2 separate regions of the Anas platyrhynchos genome follow, and region 1 is linked to region 2. Evidence: chromatin contacts called from public Hi-C data. All regions are on one chromosome and are shown on one strand. Each heading gives the region's core, a stretch centred on a gene start, on an enhancer-like site or on the middle of the called end of the contact. The rest is flanking DNA. Distances are from core to core; before and after follow the strand shown. Region 1 holds the start of WARS1 (tryptophanyl-tRNA synthetase 1). Region 2 has its middle 59 kb from the start of BEGAIN.

What was found. A called contact is a pair of places that touch in the nucleus more often than the background predicts.
Region 1: a Hi-C map of skeletal muscle shows a contact between it and region 2, with 4 times the contacts expected there. The contact joins the promoter of WARS1 here to the enhancer-like site in region 2. A contact is called at or near these places in 5 of 8 Hi-C or Micro-C datasets (F1 follicle, F5 follicle, liver and 2 more).

Annotation. Positions count from the first base shown.
Region 1 is chr5:12,534,499-12,538,509 of IASCAAS_PekinDuck_T2T, reverse strand. WARS1 (tryptophanyl-tRNA synthetase 1) reads right to left here and starts at 1,409. Exons shown (of 11, transcript XM_027457764.3): 1 at 1,289-1,409. It overlaps WDR25 (WD repeat domain 25), which reads left to right and starts at 1,326. Exons shown (of 7, transcript XM_027457762.3): 1 at 1,326-1,454; 2 at 3,481-4,011. The coding sequence starts at 3,539.
Region 2 is chr5:12,229,074-12,232,810 of IASCAAS_PekinDuck_T2T, reverse strand. No RefSeq gene overlaps it. Among named protein-coding and RNA genes, the nearest start is that of BEGAIN, 59 kb to the left of the region's middle. Within about 2 kb of position 1,545, at least 1 of the 8 cell types and tissues checked has an H3K27ac peak or open chromatin away from gene starts, as enhancers often do.

The sequences.
Region 1 (4,011 bases), core at 160-2,659, 310 kb before region 2:
AACATGCTATGTTGTTTTAACAACAAGGTACACAGAGATGCATAAAAGAATTTAATAAGACCTGAGGCTGATAAAATGAGATAGCAGTACAAACCCTAATGAGAAAAGCCAACTGAGAGGAAAAAAATTCTATGGAAAATATCACTGCAATTTGGCCAGCGTGGCAAAGTGCTGCATCACAGTCTGAAGTGGTTTCATTATGCAACCACCCAAGCTATTGCATGAGGTTTTTCTTGAGAGGAAAATGACATCATCTTAGCTCACACTGATTCTTAATTTCCCTGCACTATAATCAGAGGTGACAGCGACAAATTAAAAGTGCAAACAGCTGTATGTTGGAAATAGCATCCACCCTGGGCACTCTCTATCATGCCATGCCCATGAGGAAAGAGCTCTGTGCCCACGCAGAACCCCGATGACTTTCAAAGGATTTTGTACATCCAAAGGGAGCTAGCTGAACGTTCAGAGACTAAAACACGTGTTAGAAATCTCTTCCTTACTAGAGGAGGAATATGCCTCTCAAATATACGTAGAGGTACCCATTAACGATTTTATAAGAAATGGAGTTGTAAGCTCAGTGCCTTGTCATCTCCCACTTTCAGAAGGAACTCTGGAGAGCCCCTCCAGCACATATTGGTCCCTTGCTGAGCATGAAACACGAATGGATGGAGTTTAGAGGGCCCATATTCAGGCACAACGAATCACAGAAGCAGATGGCTCCCCTTTCCCAGCATTAATACCTATATAGATATATAAAGAAGCAGGTGACAGCTGCATTAGCGGCTGAGCGCGACTTCACCACGTCCCTCCCACAGCACAGCCAGCCCTGAATGCACTCACACCGCCTTTACTGAAATCGCCGCCGTCAGAAGCCTCCGCGGGCAACTTCCCCGGGCCTGGCTGGGGGCTACGCCGCGCTGAGGCCGGGGCGCCGCGTGCCGCGCAGCTGCGCCATTCCCAGAGCCCGCTCCGGGAAGCCTCGGGAGGAAGGAAGGCACCCGCCGGCTGCTGGGCGCTACCGGGCGCTCAGGAGAGGCCGTGGGGCAGCGGCTGCTCCCCCCCTGCCCGCCCGCAGCTCCCCGCTCCCGGCCGCTCCGCTCCGAGCCGCTCCCGGCCCGCTCCTGTCAGACGCGATCGTGTCACAGCCGCTCCCGCCCGGCTCCCCCTTCCGCGCCCCGTTCCGGCTGGGAAACACGCTCCGCCCGGAACCATCGTTTCCCCCCCTCCTTGCCCCCACCCGCGCCCAGCAGCCCCTCCTGCCCCTAGAGACCCCCGCAGAAGGACTCGCCATCGCGCAGCGAGCCGCGGCCTCAGCCCTGCCCGCCGCTCCGCGCTGTGCCTGCGGGGAAAAAGCCACAGGCCGGCCGCTTAGAGAGAGGGGAGCGGTTTCTGCCCGGCGCGCTTATAAACGGGGAGCAGCCGCGGGACGCCGGCTTCCGGGGGCCGCCCCTCAGGTACCGGGGGCCGCGGCGGGGCCTGGGGGGGGGCTCCTGTGAGGAGGGCGCTTTGCTCGTCCCAAAATACCGAGGCCTGCGGGGGCTGCGTGTGGTGCCGGGGTGGGTTTATGTCGTCCGATGCGGTTTAGCGGCTTCTTTGCAGTGTCCCGCAGCAAGGTGTTGGTTTGGCATCCCGATACCTGCAGGGAGGGGCCCCCTGCTTACCCCAGAGCCTCGCGCTGCCTCTTGTCTGTGTGCCTGAAAATGCAATAAAGCAGTTTTTGCAAGTCTAACCCACACGTATATCTTCATTCATAGCTTTCTGCCGGAGGTCAGCTTCTTACTGTGAGTTATTCACTTACATGGTGAATCTTGGTCGCAGTCTGTTTCCAGCCTTATGCTACAAATAGTAACTGCGTGCTGTAGTCACTGAGGTGCAGGCCTTCGGTGTTAGTACTTGGTTGGTGAGAACTGTCAAATAAAGTTGACTTGGAGGAAAAAGGGTGCTTATTACTACTTCTGTTTTTAAATGAGTTGTTCTGGAACACTTCTTAGTTATTTTTCCCTTTGAAATTGCTTAAGTGAGATGCTGTTTTAACAAATGAAGCTGTATTACTCAAAAAAAAAAATCTCTTACAGTTGTAAGTTGCTGAAGCTTGCAACTATCATAAACCACAGATAAAGACAAAATGCCCTCTAGAGGGAGATCTTGGTGCTTTTATGTGCTAAAACGTCAGTAGCCGGGTTCCAGTTAAGCATCCTGATCACTTGGAAAGGGCCTGATGTTGATCAGTGTGTTTGTCTGAATGGGGTTTGTGCTTACCAGCTTTGTTACAGAACACAGACCACAGCCTGTGATGTAGCTGTGCTGTAGGTTAAATAAAACCTGCTCATTTTAACTCAAATAGATCTCATTGTGAAGTTAAATGAGTAATCATTACAAGTGCCAGCATACTGCTCCAGCAGTAGTGTTTGTAGGACTTTCATTTGTGGCATCAACTCTGCAAATGCTTATGGACACACTGCCTTTTGGACAGCAGTCTCAATCCAGTTGCTTTTGAGGGTAGATTCTCCAACCTAAATTTCAGAAACTGTTCTGGAAGTGTTGTAGGTTAAATCATTGTAGCATGATGAGTGCTCACAGCTGAGCAAGAAAACAAAGCAGAAATAGTAATTTAATTTGCCATCTAATAAATCTTAGTAATTGAAGGGTAGCGGTGCTTTTTGATTGCAAACAGCAGAGGTTAAACATTATTTCAGACACCATCTATGATGTGAATGTAGCTAAACCTATTGTCCACATGTGCCACATAGATTTTGGAAAAAAAGATTTTTGGGATTGTTACAGTGGTAAATTATTCCAGGTTCCATATGCAATCTCAGCGTGTGATTTCTTTTTCATAAAAGTTCTGAGAAAATTAGCTCCACAGTAAACTTTATTTTCTATAAGTAAATGTGAGCGGTGAATTCAGTGTAGCTTCTGGCCTATGCCTGTTACATTAAAGGAGATAGTGGGAAAAATTCTTTATCCTGTAAGACTACCAAGTGGATCAAAAATACATTTACTGTTTTTAGTAGCCAATTGAACCCCTTCGTACTTAGCAGTATGGAAGAGTTGAAAGAAACTGTTACTGTTACTCCAAAGTACCTGTAGTATTTGTATTATTATAAATGAACATCCTAAACCACTGGCCCTCTTGTTTATGTGCGAGGAGGAGGGAGTTCTACTGCAAGTAAGGTGGAAGTGATTTGCAGTACTTACTCTGGAAGTTTGTTTTCCTTTCCACACTCATTTTCTCCTTGTCTTGCGGTATGCAAATGCATCTCTGCAATGCATTAAAAATGTATGCAAAGTGCTTGGAGGCAAATGATGTTGCACCATTGAATGTACAGATGTGCTATAATAGAGGAATACATTCCAGGAATAAATGGGAATAAAATACTCACGGATTTTGTTAAGAAAAGCATAATTTGTATCTTTAAGTTACATGTATTGTGGAGTCCATAATAAATTGTGCTCTGAATGGTCAATTTTTCATTGTAGATTGTTGCTTTGGAGATTCCAGCACTGAGATTTCTGGTGTCTGCTATATCGAGCCATAATGAGTTCATCACTGGTTGCTTATGATGATTCAGACCCCGAGGCAGAAACTGAAAAGACTGAAGTCCCCAGTACTTCTAGCAGACAAACAAGCCTTCCGAGTTCTTCGGTGAAGCCTGTTCAATGCTTTGCACCTGGTAGTTTGAGAACAAAATCTACATATGAAATGCAGCCTACTGAGAACACTGACAATTTTGGCATAAGTATTGTTTGTGAAGATCTCCCTGAGCATTATGCACCAAATAATAACACTGATTTGACATCTCCTTACTGTAGGAAAGCATACTCCAGCCATGCTGCATTATGTGTGCCCTACAAAAACTATGAACAGACATCGAGCTCTTCAAGAAATTCTGGAAATGGCACTTCCCAAAAGCGAGTGCATAAAGACAGTCCTACAACTATAAAAGGAATTAGACCATATATCCCCAAAAGACTGCGTCAAGAAAGTTCCAGTACCTGTGGAAAAAAAGA
Region 2 (3,737 bases), core at 296-2,795:
TTGTGTCTATGTGTGTGTGTGTGTGTGTGTGTGTTCAGATATTTGATGGTCTTTCAACAATCTGCTCAGCTACATTTGCTGATCTTCTGGGGCACCTATTTTGTACATTATGTGTAATAGCACTTCTGAAAACATAGCTGAGGTTGCCTTATATTTCATTTTCTTGTATTAGGTAAATATCCTCTGTTCTTTCTTCTAGATATGTTTCCAGACACTTGGCAATCTCCTGAGCTTCTAAATTGAAGTGGTCATGTTCTCCATTGCCCTGATTGTTCGTTGGGAATCAATGGAAGATTTTGCCTGATATCCATTTGCATTAGGTAAGGACACATTTAGAGTGCACTTTTATTCTCTTTGTCATTAACTTTTCATCTTTTTCCAAATCTCACCATAAATTTCATGACTATTTAAAGCCAGTATAACTACAAATTGCTATAGTGACTCGGTTGTCACATATATAAGCAAACTGATTAGACCCTCTTCCCAGCTGCAAGATGATTCCAAGTCCAACACAAGGCAAGTGACAGGAAAAATGGATACTACTCTTTTTTCATGTCAGACCACTGTCAAGAAAGCAAAAGCTGATTGTAAAATCAATTTAATTATCTGTGATATGTCTTCAAAGGAGATGTATCAGAAAAAGAATTTCCTTTGGTTTGACACTTTGTTTTGTTTTGTTTTGTTTTTTTGGAGGAAGACATATCTGACTGTTCCTTCCTTCCTTCCTTCCTTCCTTCCTTCCTTCCTTCCTTCCTTCCTTCCTTCCTTCCTTCCTTCCTTCCTTCCCTCCTTTCTTACATCCTTCTTTGTCACCCAGATTTGGAACAAGCTGTGAGATTGTAAGCGTGTAGCTGACCACACACACGTGATTTCCAGCCCACAGTGGTTTTTGACATTCCTGGAAGATAGTGTTGGAAGCTCTGTGAGCATAGATCAAATTGTTAGAGATCTGTTTCAATATATACTTTATTTTTCATTTTGAAATACTAAATCATCAAATTTGCTAGTCCATGCCTTTTCAGCTTTGGTATGCTTTTTCTTCCTGATTTTTTTTTAAATATATGGTAGTAGTTGCCCGTGTTTGGGTGAGTGTTTATTTCCTTTTTTTTTTTTTTTTTTTTTTTTTTTTACTTTTTTTTCTTTTTTCAAATCTTCAGCAAAACTTGAAGTCTTCAGTGGTTTGAAGGTTAGCAGTTTTAGCAGGTTTTTTTGTTTGTTTGTTTTGTTTTGTTTTGTTTTTTAACCTGTACTCTATACAGTTAAAAAAAAATAAAGTTGGATAAAGTTCAAAGCTAGCAAAATGAGGAAAAGGAGGGGGTGGTGTGTGGAAATTGTTACCTAAAAATGAAAAGAAAATTCACCATTGCCTCACCAATTCCTCCTTTGTGGCCATTTTTCTACTGTCTTTCTATCAGGCCCACATGGACTTTTGCACTGTATTGATATGACAACAATGTCATTTCTGTGAGGGTAGTCACCTTTATAACAAAGTGTTAAACAGTTCAGAAACCTGCTATATGTAGTAAATCATCCAAAATGATGAGTTGCTCTTATTCTACAGTGTGTGGGCAAGAATGAATCACAACCCCAAAAGCCACCCAAAAGATTAGGCTCCTCTTGAAAAATCTCTTCATTCTCTGACTCACTCACTGTTTCTTTCCAAAAAAGCATGTGACAGACAAAACATTTATTTTCAATCAAATGGTTCTGAATAAAATAAAATAAAATAAAATAAAATAAAATAAAATAAAATAAAATAAAATAAAATAAAATAGCGATGACCAGTTTGTAACATGAACAGTATCCTTTTTTATGCCAACTCATTCACTCATCCTGTTCAATTAATTAGCTCTGCTATTTCCTGTTGGAATAAACGTTTTTTCAATACATTCTTGCTGTTTTCAAACTCATAAGAATACTGATGCTTCAGCAATATTTGAAGAAGAATATTTATGACCAGGAAAAACCACAACAAAGGCCATGAGGATGATGACTATAGTTGGCAGCTTGACCAAAGATCTCTGTGGCCAGGACAGGAGAGGGTAGCACTGTGGACTTAGAAGTACTAGGGTCAGAAGGGGTTCAGATAAGACAGGAGAGAAAATGTGTTCATATTTGTCTGTATGACTAAGCGACAATATCTGTATGGATAATCCAAGCTATTGTTGCTCAGCTCATGTCCTAAACCAGCCTAAATGGTGTTTCCATGCACCAGCATACCAGCTTCTCTCCCAGGAACATGGGAACAAATTGAATGTGTCCACATTTTGAACACGGTGTGACTCCCTCTCTCCCCCTCATGGCACTCACAGCCTTCAGGGCTCCTGTTGCATCAGCAGGCATCAACTCACCCGGCATGATGGCTGTCTTCTGGGAATGTCAGAAGAAACCACAGAAAGAGTTACATTGAAGTAGGTAAATGGGCACAAAGAGGGAGCAGACATAGGGAAGTCATGGTGGTGCCACTAATCAGGTACTCAGAAAACAACTGTGTGAGGTACATAGGAAAGCACTTAGCAAGAATGAGAATAACATCAGGGTATTAGGAAGCAGAAGATCAGAACTAGAGTAACAAAGACTTAATAGGAAAAGGAGCTGAGGTTAAGGACCAAGAAGGAGGAAAGATTTCTTCATCCAGAAGGAGACTGCCCGTATCATTGATATTTCAGTAAAGACTTAGAAGTAAATATCAATTCATCTGGTGAGGAAAAAGTAGAATTCAAAGGAAGAGTGATTTCAACAAGAGCTCTAAAAGTAACTGAGTACTATACAGATATACAATTTAGGTAAGACTCAGAGGGCTGAGCAATAAGAAAGAATTGGAAAACAGAAATAATCACACCAACATAGAAGAGAATGACTACCTATTCCCAAGGCCTGCACACATCTTGAAACTACCTGTGGCAGAACAAAAATTATTTTAAAATGTCATAAGGCTAAACCCCCAAATGCTAAGATGTGAACCTCAGGTGCGTTGAGTACAAGTTCATACCTATGCACATGTGAGGTGGGCATCCTTTTCAGTGCTTCTTTATCTGAGCAATCACTATGTATTTTATTTGCATTTGAGTGGTTACCATTGAAAGGAACTTTTTTTCCTTTAGATACTTTCCATATAACTACAAGGAGGGAGGATGTAATTTCACAGCGGTCAACAAATAGGTTAAAGGCCTATTTCAGAAATGGAGAATGAATACTTGCTGGGCAAAACTCCAGTTTTGGAGGAATGGCTTAAAGGAGCATTACTTGAAGGAGATAGCATGTGTAATCTGAAAGGACCAAAACACTCATGTTGTTATTTGTCACACCTGTAGATCTCTTGCAGAAGCTAAAGCTTATGCTCAAATATTTGTATGCTGATGGCCTGCATGATTAAACTTAGAGAAACATTAGGATTAATTAGATTCTGTATACATCCCCTCATACAAGCTGCTGCACTGTCTCCTGCTGGGGAGTTCCAGTTTGGAAGTTAATCTATTACTTGCAGCAGAGGCAATTCAAAGAGACATTTGCACTGAAGAGACCTCTAAATTAGACCAATTTACACAAATGTTCAACATTACATAATGGTAATGGACCAGATTGGAGTCTTAACTGCTCAGTTTTTCATACAAGTCATGCAGTTGGTGAGTGATTTCATGAGACAGCTCACATGACTAATAGCTCAACACTACGAGTAAGGGATCTGCAATCTGTCTTTCTATTATTATTTGTCTAATTATAACCTTTGTTACTGA